Linked DNA regions of Pan troglodytes: regions 1 and 3 are each linked to region 2. Evidence: chromatin contacts called from public Hi-C and HiChIP or PLAC-seq data. All regions are on one chromosome and are shown on one strand. The core of a region is the stretch at or near the end of the contact, and the rest is flanking DNA. Distances in the headings are between cores, read along the strand shown. Region 1 holds the start of SELENOO (selenoprotein O). Region 2 holds the start of CRELD2 (cysteine rich with EGF like domains 2). Region 3 holds the start of TUBGCP6 (tubulin gamma complex component 6).

Region 1 (3,763 bases), core at 310-2,809, 290 kb after region 2:
ACACGGCCCGTGCAGCCCCAGCCTGGACCCAGGCCATCTCTGGTTGTGTCTGTGCCGACTCAGTGTTGAATCAAATCAGGTGTGCGTCAGGAGCCGGCTGTGTCCTTCCTGCCACACTCGGGGATTCATTCCTTAGAAACTGAAATAAATTCTAATTTTGGAAACTCCTGTTTTGTGACGTGTGAAAATGGGGTTCAAGTAATGAAGGATCCCTGCCTCTTCCCCCGTGCTCCAGTGCAGCGGGTACTCGTGGCCCTGCCGGGGCCCTGGGGGAAGGAACTTGCCTGGTTTCCAGCAGAAGAGACAGAGTCACTGTCCCTCCATGCTGACCTGTGGGACCCTTCTCACCCACCAGGTGGGACGCAGGTGGCCTGCTGACACTCAAGACCCTCCATACCCAGTCCCACCAGATTCCAGAGTGTGGACCAGACTGAGCCAGACTGGGGCCCCGGGGGGTCGAGGAGACAGATCAGGAGGGCCCAGGGCCTGGGGAATGGGGAGGGGTAACACCTGCCAAGGAGGATGCTGGGAACGGGCGCCCAGAGCGGCCGGGGGGAGGGGGCTGCTGAAGAGGGAACGGTTGCTGTGGGCTGCAGAGGTGGGTTGGGCACGGGAACCTCACCACATCCCTCATCCAGTCACCTGCCCAACGCACGCAGAGGGTCCTGAGGGCTTCACCCGCAGCCCCAAAGGGGCAGAGCTGGGGTCACGCAGAGTCTCGGAAGCCCACGCTGTGGCCCCAGGAGAAGGTTCTGGATGTAGCTCCTGTATGTGAACGGTGGGCTCGCGCCGCTGCCGGAATAAAGGGAAACCACAGGCAGGAGGGAGGCGCGTCCAGGATCCGCGGCCACCGGCCTCTCAGTCCTCTGGGGCCGGGGCCGGAGGAGATGGAAAGCGGGGGCACCACAGACTCATCTGAACCCCCGCGTTCATTCGGACACACAGACCCCAAATTCCTCCCCCAGGGGTCGTGTCCCTCAAGCCAGCCGAAGACCCCGGTGCCCGCCCAGCCCTCCGGGAGGGTCTGCGCCTGCGGCCTCGCGGGGCCTCTCCGAGCCCAGGCGCTGTTCCATGGGCGGGGCACAGGTCCAAGGCCCCTTCCCTCCTAGACGGCAGGCGAGGGGCCCGAGAGGCCGGAGGCCAGGGGACAAGGTCCCCGAGAGGCGGCGCGAGGCTTCGGCGGCCCAGAACCGCGGCGGGGTCCGGGTGGGGTCCCGGCCGCCCGTGGGGCGCGGGGCTAAGCCCCGGCCCGACCCGAACGGACGCGGGCCTCGGTCCCCGCTGCCGGCGCCGGTGCAGCCGAGGAAATCCGGGGCTGCCCGAGCGGGGTCGTCGCTGGCGGTCTCGGAGGCGTTCCCACCTGTCACCCCGTTCGCAGCAGCGCGCGCCCCGTGACGCCGACAGCCACCCCGGACGCCTCCGACCCTCCGGCCGGGAGATGCGGATAGACGGACGAGGCAGCCAATTAGAGCCCGGCCAGACACCGCGACCCCTCCCCCCCCCGCCCCACTCTCGCCCACTGGCGATTGGGTTGCGGGGCGCGCGGGGCGGGGCTTCCGGGAGGGGCAGGCTGGCTTCCGGCGGGAGCGGCGCCGCGGATGGCCGCACACAGGGCAGCGCTCGGGGCTTCGCTCGCGGCTGCCCGACTCTTGCCCCTCAGCCGCTGTTCCCCGTCGCCGGCGCCCCGCTCTACGTTGTCGGGCGCCGCCATGGAGCCCGCGCCTCGCTGGCTGGCGGGGCTACGCTTCGACAACCGCGCCCTGCGCGCGCTGCCCGTGGAGACGCCGCCGCCCGGTCCCGAGGGCGCCCCGTCCGCGCCGCGGCCCGTGCCCGGGGCCTGCTTCACCCGCGTGCAGCCCACCCCGCTGCGGCAGCCGCGCCTCGTGGCGCTGTCAGAGCCCGCGCTGGCGCTGCTGGGCCTGGGCGCGCCGCCCGCGCGCGAGGCCGAGGCCGAGGCCGCGCTGTTCTTCAGCGGCAACGCGCTCCTGCCGGGCGCCGAGCCCGCCGCGCACTGCTACTGCGGCCACCAGTTCGGCCAGTTCGCCGGGCAGCTGGGCGACGGCGCTGCCATGTACCTGGGCGAGGTGTGCACGGCGACCGGCGAGCGCTGGGAGCTGCAGCTCAAGGGCGCCGGGCCCACGCCCTTCTCCAGGTGGGCCGGGGCGGGCGAGGGGCGCGGGTGGGTCCTCCCCGCCGGGGCGCCCCTTCCCTCCGCCCGGCGCGGTGTTGGGGGCGTCCGGCGGCTACTGCCAAGTGGGGCCTCCCCTGCACCCGCGGGAGCGCGGTGCTGGCAGCCGCCCGCGCCCTGTGCTTATCAACCCGCCGAGGACCTTGGAGTCAGCTCCACCAGGGACGCCGCTCATGTTTACCGACGTTCGCTGGGGCTCCAAACCCAGGGGCGGGAGCCGGGATGAGAGGTTAGGCTAACCCTAACCCCGCAGGTCCCCAGCCTTCCTCCGATCGCTCGTGGGGCGGGCCGCTTCGTCCAGCAGCCTCGCTCTGCGACTGACTTCACGGAGGCCTGTCCCTGACTTCCCTGCGGGCAGCCCTTTTTAACCCCGAAGTGAGGTGGGCATCGTTTAGATTTCTGTGGGGGGGCACATAGGTGTTCTAATAAGGCAGGATCTGGGTCCAGATGCCGCCAGGCCCACCGGGGAGCCGTGCACGCGCCACCTGCCTCCTGTGTATAGACAGCGCTTGGGTCTGTTCTGCTCTTTTCTACTAAACAATGTACTTACTCCATATTCTTTACTGCTTTTGTGAATGACTAGGAAAACAATACCCACAAGTGTACATTTTATGTTCAGAGAAATGCTAAACCCGCATCTCATCCGGCCCCTCCCTGTGCTCTCATCACCTCCCCCTCCAGCACCTGAAATGCCCCTCGGTCCCTCAGCATCCCTTCCCCGGGGCTCCATCTCCCAAGCAAGCTCCTCAGACTGAGGGTCTTCCTCACTCCCCCGTCTCCAAATCCGTTCTGTTCTGTGTCTGAGGGCAACCTGGCTCTCCCTCCCCACCCCCGGCGACCTGCTTAGAGTTGACAGCACCGGCCGCCCACGGGAGCGTTTCTGACCCTTGGAACGTGGTGGAAATGCTGCTCAGCCTGGGGCCTGCTTGTCCTGTGAGCATTTTTTATTTTTATTTTTGTTTTTCTTTTTGGCGATCATCTTAAACTTTATGTTTTCATTTTTGGTGATATTTTAAAGTTAAAAAGACAATTTTTTTATGAGAGTAATCTGTCGCTGGAAGACACTTTTTATGTTTGAAGACTTGAGTATTAACTCACTGCTTTCAGACCTGAGATCTGCTAGAATATATTTTCTCCTAAAAATTAAGGAGTCCTTTGACCTTTACTCAGGCCCTGCCTGTCATCCCCACACGTGTCCTGGGGTCCCTGGCCTCACCCGTTCTCCGAGATTGAGGCTAACGTCTGAAGTGGCTGTGAGAAGGAAGAGACTTGAACAGTGAAAACTGAAAAACATAAAGAAAATAAAGAAAACATAAGTAAATGGAAACATCCCTTGCTCGTGGGTTGGATAACTTAATATTAGAAAGACAACGGTACTCTTTGAAGAGATTCAGTATAGTCCTTATCAAAATACCAATGACAGTTTTTGCAAAAATAGAAAAACCCATTCTAAAATTCACATGGGGTCAGGTGCAGTGGCTCACTCCTGTAATCCCAGCTCTTTGGGAGGCCAAGGCAGGAGGATTGCTTAAGGCCAGGAGTTGGAGACCAGCCTGGGAAACAGCAAGACCCTGT
Region 2 (3,895 bases), core at 592-3,091:
TGCCTTCTGCTGATGACCAGCACAGCTCACTTTCGAAGGCATGAGAAGACCAAGGGTGAGTCTGGAATCTCTGCCAGGAGCACGGGAAGACCAAGTCGACACCAGCAAGCACGAAAACCACGACAAACCCCCCACCAGGCGAGGGTGAATGGACACTGTTCTGCACTAGCCCACTCTGCTGGGCAGCTGGTCAGCAGCTGTGGCTAATCTAAGTGACGGGTGCCTCGGGAGCACCCACAGGTTAAAACGGGCCCAGGCCATGACACTTTAAAATGGTGGTTTACAGAACAATGGCATCTCAGATTAGGGAATGACCTGCAAAGACCCTCGTGTCCCCATCAATCCAGATTTTAAGGCCTCTACCGAAATTGATCAAATCAGGCTAAGCATGGTGGCTCACGCCTGTAACCCTAGCACTTTGGGAGGCTGAGACAGGCAGATCGCTTGAGGTCAGGAGTTCGAGACCAGCCTGGCCAACATGGTGAAACCCCGTCTCTACTAAAAATACAAAAATTAGCCGGACCTGGTGGTGGGTGCCTGTAATCCCAACTTAGGAGGCTGAGGCAGCAGAATCACAGGAACCTGGAAGGCGGAGCTTGCAGTGAGCTGAGATCGCGCCACTGCACTCCAGCCTGGGCGACAAAGTGAGACTCCGTCTCAAAAAAAACAGAAAAGAAACTGGTCAAATCAGATGTTACTTTTTTTTTTTTTTTTTTTAATGTGCAGTCCTTCCTTCCACAGGCAGGAGTTCTCTGAAATCCAGACGCTGCACGTTTTATTTCCCCTAATTTAAACCAAGGGTTCCTGAACATGAGCGAGTGTTCATCACCTCAAGCGCCTGTAGAAATGCAGATCCCCAGCCCCCAGAGACCCTAAGTGGACCCCAGCCCCAGCTGGAAAGTCCAGCCCCCAGGTGAAAAACCCATCCCCCAGGTGGGAGGTCCAGCCCCAGGTGAGAAGCCCGGCCCTAGGTGAGAGGTCCAGCCCCAGGTGAGAGGTCGGGCCCCCGGATGAGAGGTCCGGCCCCCGGGTGAGAGGTCCAGCCCCGGGGTGAGAGATCTGGCCCCCAGGTGACAGGTCCAGCCCCAGGTGAGAGATCCAGCCCCAGGTGGGAGGTCCAGCCCCAGGTGGGAGGTCCAGCCCCAGGTGAGGAGCCCGGCCCCAGGTGAGAGGTCCAGCCCCAGGTGAGAGGTCCAGCCCCAGGTGAGAGGTCGGGCCCCCGGATGAGAGGTCCGGCCCCCGGGTGAGAGGTCCAGCCCCCGGGTGACAGGTCTGGCCCCCAGGTGAGGAGCCCGGCCCCAAGTGAGGGGCGCAGCCCCAGGTAAGGAGCACAGGGCTGTGACGCGTGGACATGCGCGGTGAGGCCTCAGGAATCCAGCGCCAGCGCCAGCTCGGGTCGCGCCCTCGCCCGCCTCCTCCCTGGTCTCGCCGCGCGCCCGCCTGAAGGCCCCGGTCGCGGCAGCGCGCACTGACCTCCGCAGCTCCCGGCGGCGTCCTTCGAAGCGCGGCTGCCTGGGCCAGCCTCGGCAGGAAGCGGGACGGCGGAAACAGAACAGAGCCCGAATCTAAAGTCCTTGCCCAAATCTAAAGTGGCTACCGCAGCCCCAGCCGCTACGGCCGCAGAGACCCTCTGTGCCCTGAGTAAAGATGGCCGCAGCGGGCTGCGCGCGAGGGGCGGGGAGCGGGAGGCGGGGTCGGACCTGCACGCCCCGCCCCCGGACTCCTGGCGGCCGCTGATCCGGGACCTTCCCATTGGTCGCCTCTCGTGGCGGACTCGGATTGGGCCACATCAGGCCGGGGCGGGTCCCATCAACCAATAGCGGCGCGGGGCTGGCGGGTGGGGCGGGGCCTCGCCGGCGCCGTCAAGTAGCCTGGGGGACCGGCCGGCGCGGCTGGGAGCGGGTGGGCGGCCGGGAGGCCGGAGCAGCACGGCCGCAGGACCTGGAGCTCCGGCTGCGTCTTCCCGCAGCGCTACCCGCCATGCGCCTGCCGCGCCGGGCCGCGCTGGGGCTCCTGCCGCTTCTGCTGCTGCTGCCGCCCGCGCCGGAGGCCGCCAAGAAGCCGACGCCCTGCCACCGGTGCCGGGGGCTGGTGGACAAGTTTAACCAGGTGGGAAGGGGCCGGGCGGGGTCGTCAACCTTGGGCCCGGGGTCCCCCTCACCCTGGATCCGGGGTCGCCCCACCTTGGGCCCGGGGTCGCCCTCACCCTGGATCCGGGGTCCCCCTCACCCTAGACCCGGGGTCCCCCTCACCCTGGATTCGGGGTCGCCCCCACCGTGGGCCCGGGGTCCCCCTCACCGTCGATCCAGAGTCCCTCCACCGTGGTCCTGGAGTCCCCCTCACCCTTGACCCGGATCCACCCCCACCGTGGAACCAGGGTCGACGCCACCGTGGGCCTGGAGTCCCCTCACCCTCGACCTGGGGTCGCCCCCACCCTGGACCCGGGTCAGGTGGTACCAAGCACTATGGGCACTGTCTCCTCGCAGGGGATGGTGGACACCGCAAAGAAGAACTTTGGCGGCGGGAACACGGCTTGGGAGGAAAAGACGCTGTCCAAGTACGAGTCCAGGTGGGTGCCCTGGAGCACCCCTGTGGGTCTTGGCCTGGCGCTGTCCTGGGAAGCCGTGTCCTGCCTTTGGTGCCTGTGTTAATGACAGGGAGACAGAACAGCCCCCGAGGCACCAGTCACCCGTCCGAGTCACCTCGGCTTCTCCCTGAGGACTAATGGCTGGCCCCTCTTGGCCTTCCAGCTTCTGCTCTGGTCCCTACCCCCTCAACAGACTGGCTTTTCAAAATGTAAACTGGAACACCAGCCCCACTTGTGGGAACCGCTCCTGGCTTCCCCTGACAGTGGGGTCCCCTTATTCTCTGTGCCCGGAGTCCTGGCTCCCCGGCCCCTGCACCTAGGTTGGCGTATTGGTTCGGATTTTTCTTCACTGCCTTGGAGGCGCTGACGGTGGGCCCGTGTGGGCCTGTGTTTCAGCGAGATTCGCCTGCTGGAGATCCTGGAGGGGCTGTGCGAGAGCAGCGACTTCGAATGCAACCAGATGCTAGAGGCGCAGGAGGAGCACCTGGAGGCCTGGTGGCTGCAGCTGTGAGTGCCTTAAAACCTCTTAGAAGATACTTTTTATTTTCCAACTTAGAATTTGAAATAACCTCAGACTTAGAAAGGTACAGGAACAGTATGGAGCTCCCACCTGCCTCGCACCCACCTTACCCCTGCATTACCGTTTTTTATCACCAGAGTCAGCGATCAAAACCAGGAAATTAAGGACAAGATTCTGTCCACACCTAGACTCATGTTTCCTGGACCTTACAATACTCCAGAGCATATGTTACGTTCAGCTGCATATTTGTTTTAAAGAACCGTGTCTGCTGGGATTCAGTGAATGTTTTCCTCCATCCTCAGGAAGAGCGAATATCCTGACTTATTCGAGTGGTTTTGTGTGAAGACACTGAAAGTGTGCTGCTCTCCAGGAACCTACGGTCCCGACTGTCTCGGTGCGTTTCTCCTCAGGGAAATCCCATCTCCTACGTCACTTCCCCTCTTCTTCTCATGATTCTTGGGAGGTAAAAGCACAGAGGGGACCTGGGGTGCATCAGCTTTCTGTAGGGTCTGGGACCCTGCCGGATGGCTGCCTCCCCCATCCCCAACACAGCTTGGAGCACTTCGCACCCTCCGGCTGCAGCCTCACCACTAACCTCATGCTTTAGCGTAAAACTCTGAGTATGTCGTCCCAGCTGTGCTGTTAATTCAGGGGTTCACAGACTCAGGTTGTTCACAGCTGAGTCCACTCACCTGAGAGTCTGTCCTGACTGACCTGTCCAGGTGCTTCTCCATGTGTGCACAGAGGTGACCACACCACAGCTTCTGTGGCTGCCATTGCAGAGAGCC
Region 3 (3,941 bases), core at 767-3,266, 330 kb after region 2:
TGATAAAAGGAAGGTCACCAGGCCGGGCACAGTGGCTCATGCCTGTAATCCCAGCACTTTGGGAGGCCGAGACAGGTGGATCATTTGAGGTCAGGAGTTGGAGACCAGCCTGGCCAACATGGTGAAACCCCGCCTCTACTAAAAATACAAAAATTAGTTGGGCATGGTGGCTCACGCCTGTAATCCCAGCACTTTGGGAGGCCGAGGCAGGCGGATCAAGAGGTCAGGAGTTCAAGACCAGCCTAGCCAGCATGGTGAAACCCCGTCTCTACTAAAAATACAAAACTTAGCTGGGCGTGGTGGCATGCACCTAAATCCCAGCTACAGCTACTCGGGAGGCTGAGGTAGGAGAATCACTTGACCCCGGGAGGCGGCGGTTACAGTGAGCCGAGATCGCGCCACCGCACTCCAGCCTGGGCAACAGAGCGAGACTCCATCTCAAAAAAAAAAAAAAAAAATTAGGCCGGGCGTGGTGGCAGGTGCCTGTAATTTCAGCTACTCGGGAGGCTGAGGTACGAGAATTGCTTGAGCCCAGAAAGTGGAGGTTAAGGTGAGCCAAGATCTCGCCACTGCACTCCAGCCTGGGTGACAGAGTGAGACACTGTCTCAAAAAAAAAAAAAAAGAAGAAGAAGAAGAAGAAGAAGAAGAAAGGTCACAGGAAGCATTTTCCAAACCCCGAGAGAGATGAAACAGGAAAAACTAAACATTCTACCTTAATAGCCAGCCCAGAGAGGTCCGCATTGTCTGGCACGGGGGGCAGGCCCAGTCGGACGTCCATGTCATAAGTGCGGCTGTGCACAAGGGCCCCGAAGAGCGAGACCCGGGTGTCTCTCTCGAACCTGTCACCACAAGGGTCACCAAATGAGAAGAGCCCGACGGTGGGCAGGCCAGTGCCTGGAGCAGCCTCCATAACCTGAAGTGTTTCCTGGATCATGCTGTGACACAAACACTCTTCTCTGGAGATCAGAGACTGAACGTCCATCTCAAACACACTCAGGTCGTCGCAATCATAGCCGCTGTACGGAACGTTTCTCCCCACATGCTTGTTGTTAAGGAAGTAGTCTCGTTTTCTCGGCAGAACTTGAAGGGGACCACTCCCTGCCAGCTGAACCAGGAGGTCCAAAACAGACCCCACCTCCAAAAGCGGACAGCAAGGGGCTGCTTCAAGCTCCTCCACAAGCTCCTCCAAACGGTCGGCCTTGGGGCCCAGGCCACCCACTCTCAAGTCAAAGGACAACATGAGGATCTTGTTTCTCGCTGGTAGTTTTGACATGTTAGGCTGCAGCTGTTGAGTCTCATCTTGAAAAAGATTTGTGAAAAGAGCATTGTAGGCCACCTTCTTGAGGCTCCGCTTTGCCCTCTTCCGGTTCACACTGCGCTGGCCCAGGTGAGTCTTGGCAGCCGGCAGGAGGGCCTCACACAGGTCGTCGAACAGCTGCGTGATGCTGGCCATGCCCCTTCTCAGCTCCGGGCCCCCGGCGTGTGGGAAAACACCTCACCCGGGCTTCACTCACGCTCCGGAAGACAGGGAGTGAGAGAGGGTCTGAAGAGGCTGAATGACAGGCGGCCTCTCCAATGCCGAAGCTCAGAACTGGTATTTTTAAAGGAGATCTTGCGGTTGCTCTACTGAGAGTAAACACGCCCTGCCCTCCCCAGTCCAAGCACGCTGCCTGGCAGCCCAGCAGAAGCCAGCTCGGCGTTTCTTCTAATTCAGTAGCCCTCAACCTTTAGGGAGTCACAGAACCGTGGCAAAACCGAAGAACGAAACGCGCGCCCGCGCAGTACAGCGGAGGAACTCGGCTTTGCACCCGTTCTTCGGGACCCACGAGAGGAGACGGCCAGGAGAGGGTGCCACTCCGAGGGTCGTGGGCAGCGGAGAGTCTGGGGGCTCAGCAGGGTGGGTCCCGGGTTCTGGCCTGCACGTCCACCCGTTCTCCAGGCCTCACCCGTGGAAAGTGCCCACGGCTGCCGCTCCCGCCGCCTCCGTCGCGTCACAGCCGCGCCAGTGTGAAGAGCACTAGGGCGGGCGCGCCGGAAATACGTCACGGGAACGCCGGCAGCGCGTGAAGTTGGTGAGGCCTGGGCCGCGGCATACTTCCGGCCTGAGTCCGGCACCCGCGGGTGAGAGACCCAGGCCGAGCGTGCTCAGTAAAGGAGGCAGAGCCAGCGTTTCGTTTGACCGATGTTTACTAACGGCTTAAGGGCGGGGAGCGAAGCGCAGCGGGGCGCAGGGGCCGGAATGGGACCGAGGGTGGGTTGCATGGGCCTCGATGGGACGGGCCGGGGCGCGATGGGTGGGGCAGGGGCGAGGTGAGGTGAGGGGTGGAGCGGGGGAAGCACGGGTGGGAGGGGGCGGGGCGAATGGGGAAGCGAGGGGAGGGGCGGGGCGCGGGGATTGGGAGTGGGCGGGGTTCCGTGCCCCAGAGTCGAGGGAGCCGTGGGCTTGGGGTCCGGATCGCGGCCGCGGGGCGCTGGCGTGCGGTGTCATTTCTGCGGTGTAAATGCTCCCACCTTGGCCGATTTCAAGCCACCAGGTGAGGATGGCACTACAGGAGGAGCCGAGAAGAGGCGCGCAGTTGGCCTCCGGCGCTGGAGCTGGTTCAGGGCACTCCCCTGCCCTGCCCTCCCCACCGATCTCTGCGGCAGAGCCAGGCCCCAGGGCAGGGCCATGCCTCCGCAGTCAGCCTCACCTGCAACATCTTCCACTGAGGCTCCAGCTGCCCTCTCAGGTACATCAGGGCCTGGACGTCCTCTGGGGAGGCCACAGAGGAAGGGCCTAGGCTAGGAGGTGCCTCTCCATTCAGCACCCGGGCCAGGATCCCTGCTAGCTGGGGTGTGGAGTCCTGGACCAGGGGCGAAGACGGAAGCAGCCACTGGTCCTTCCCCTCGTCCCACCCCGCAGCACCTCCACCCTGCCCAGCTTACCTCCTCCAGGAGGGCCAGGACTCGGCCCCCTGCCAGCCCCCGAAGCATTGCAGCCAGGAGTGCAGCGTGGGGGCCCTGCAGGCCATGGCCAGGCCCCAGCGCCACCAGCACCAGGTCAGGCTGGAAGCCATAGGCCAGGGGCAGCACCAAGCCCAAGACGCAGCTCAGGAAACCACCGGTCATCTGTGGGGACAGCAGAGCCCAGCTCCTCATCTACGGACACCTGCTGGCTCTGGCCTCCCAACCTCCCAATCTCAGGGCCCCTGGAGTAGGAGCAGGGAGACAGGAAGGACCAGAGGCCTGCTATCATGACAATGCCAGCAAACAGCAGCTGTACACATCCATGGGCTCCCCAGCACCTGCCTTGCCACATGGCATGGTCACTCACCACTGGCAGTGGCGTGGAGACATGGAACATGGATAGGGCAGCCGCCTCCTTGCCCCTGATGTTCAGCCACAGACTCCTCCTTCCAGGACACAGGTGCATAAGTGTAAGGCCCTGCTCACCCTCCTGAGCCCAAACCGCAGAGGCAGAGGTGGAAGAGCATTCACGGGGCCATGGGCAGGGGTGCTGTGACTGCTGAGCCTCTGTGCTGGAGACCCACCTGGCATTGCCTCCAGCAGCCCTTCTCCCACACCCCAGCTGAGGAAGGCTCCATTCAGTACCACACAGTGCCCCACCCACCCGTCACCCTGGGGCCCAGGCACACATCCATCACATGCCCGTCCACATGCATGGCTGGACATATGCAAGACCTGAGAGTCCTACCCGTCATGGGCGAGGTCTGGAGGCCGGTCCAGCTGTCCCAGGGCCACGCACAGCAGCCTGGAAGAAGAGTTGGCCTCAGGACAGGTGTTCATGTTGTCCAGAGTCCATTCCCAGAACTCTCTGTGCTTGGCCAGCCAGGATAGGGGTGCCCACAGGTCCTGCCGTCAGAGGCTCAGGATGGCCAAGTGAGGCTTACCTCTGGGCTCCGTGGGACAGGCCTCTCCGAACAGCCACATCCAGGGTGGC

What was found. Hi-C and Micro-C count contacts between places; a contact is called where the count stands out from the background. HiChIP or PLAC-seq counts read pairs in DNA pulled down with a chosen protein or histone mark.
Region 1: a contact with region 2 is called in a Hi-C map of stem cell-derived neural progenitor cells, with 2.3 times the contacts expected there. The contact joins the promoter of SELENOO here to the promoter of CRELD2 in region 2. A contact is called at or near these places in 3 of 7 Hi-C or Micro-C datasets (blood, induced pluripotent stem cells and stem cell-derived neural progenitor cells), 1 of 1 datasets of contacts at active chromatin or transcription factors (stem cell-derived excitatory neurons) and 1 of 1 other capture datasets (stem cell-derived neural stem cells).
Region 3: an H3K4me3 HiChIP or PLAC-seq map of stem cell-derived excitatory neurons shows a contact between it and region 2, with 2.3 times the contacts expected there. The contact joins the promoter of TUBGCP6 here to the promoter of CRELD2 in region 2. A contact is called at or near these places in 1 of 7 Hi-C or Micro-C datasets (stem cell-derived neural progenitor cells) and 1 of 1 datasets of contacts at active chromatin or transcription factors (stem cell-derived excitatory neurons).

The regions. Positions count from the first base shown.
Region 1 is chr23:52,322,498-52,326,260 of NHGRI_mPanTro3-v2.0_pri, forward strand. SELENOO (selenoprotein O) reads left to right here and starts at 1,560. Exons shown (of 9, transcript XM_063807748.1): 1 at 1,560-2,152. The coding sequence starts at 1,599. It overlaps LOC134809677 (a long non-coding RNA gene), which reads right to left and starts at 1,429. Exons shown (of 2, transcript XR_010155990.1): 1 at 643-1,429; 2 at 1-139. TRABD (TraB domain containing) reads left to right here. Exons shown (of 10, transcript XM_016939469.4): 10 at 1-164.
Region 2 is chr23:52,034,100-52,037,994 of NHGRI_mPanTro3-v2.0_pri, forward strand. CRELD2 (cysteine rich with EGF like domains 2) reads left to right here and starts at 1,842. Exons shown (of 10, transcript XR_010156186.1): 1 at 1,842-2,109; 2 at 2,487-2,569; 3 at 2,984-3,094; 4 at 3,410-3,501. It overlaps ALG12 (ALG12 alpha-1,6-mannosyltransferase), which reads right to left and starts at 1,732. Exons shown (of 10, transcript XM_009438650.4): 1 at 1,474-1,732.
Region 3 is chr23:52,367,544-52,371,484 of NHGRI_mPanTro3-v2.0_pri, forward strand. TUBGCP6 (tubulin gamma complex component 6) reads right to left here and starts at 2,017. Exons shown (of 25, transcript XM_024352557.3): 1 at 714-2,017. The coding sequence starts at 1,454. HDAC10 (histone deacetylase 10) reads right to left here. Exons shown (of 20, transcript XM_515218.9): 15 at 3,892-3,941; 16 at 3,696-3,752; 17 at 3,315-3,393; 18 at 2,927-3,109; 19 at 2,692-2,844; 20 at 2,171-2,547. The coding sequence ends at 2,524.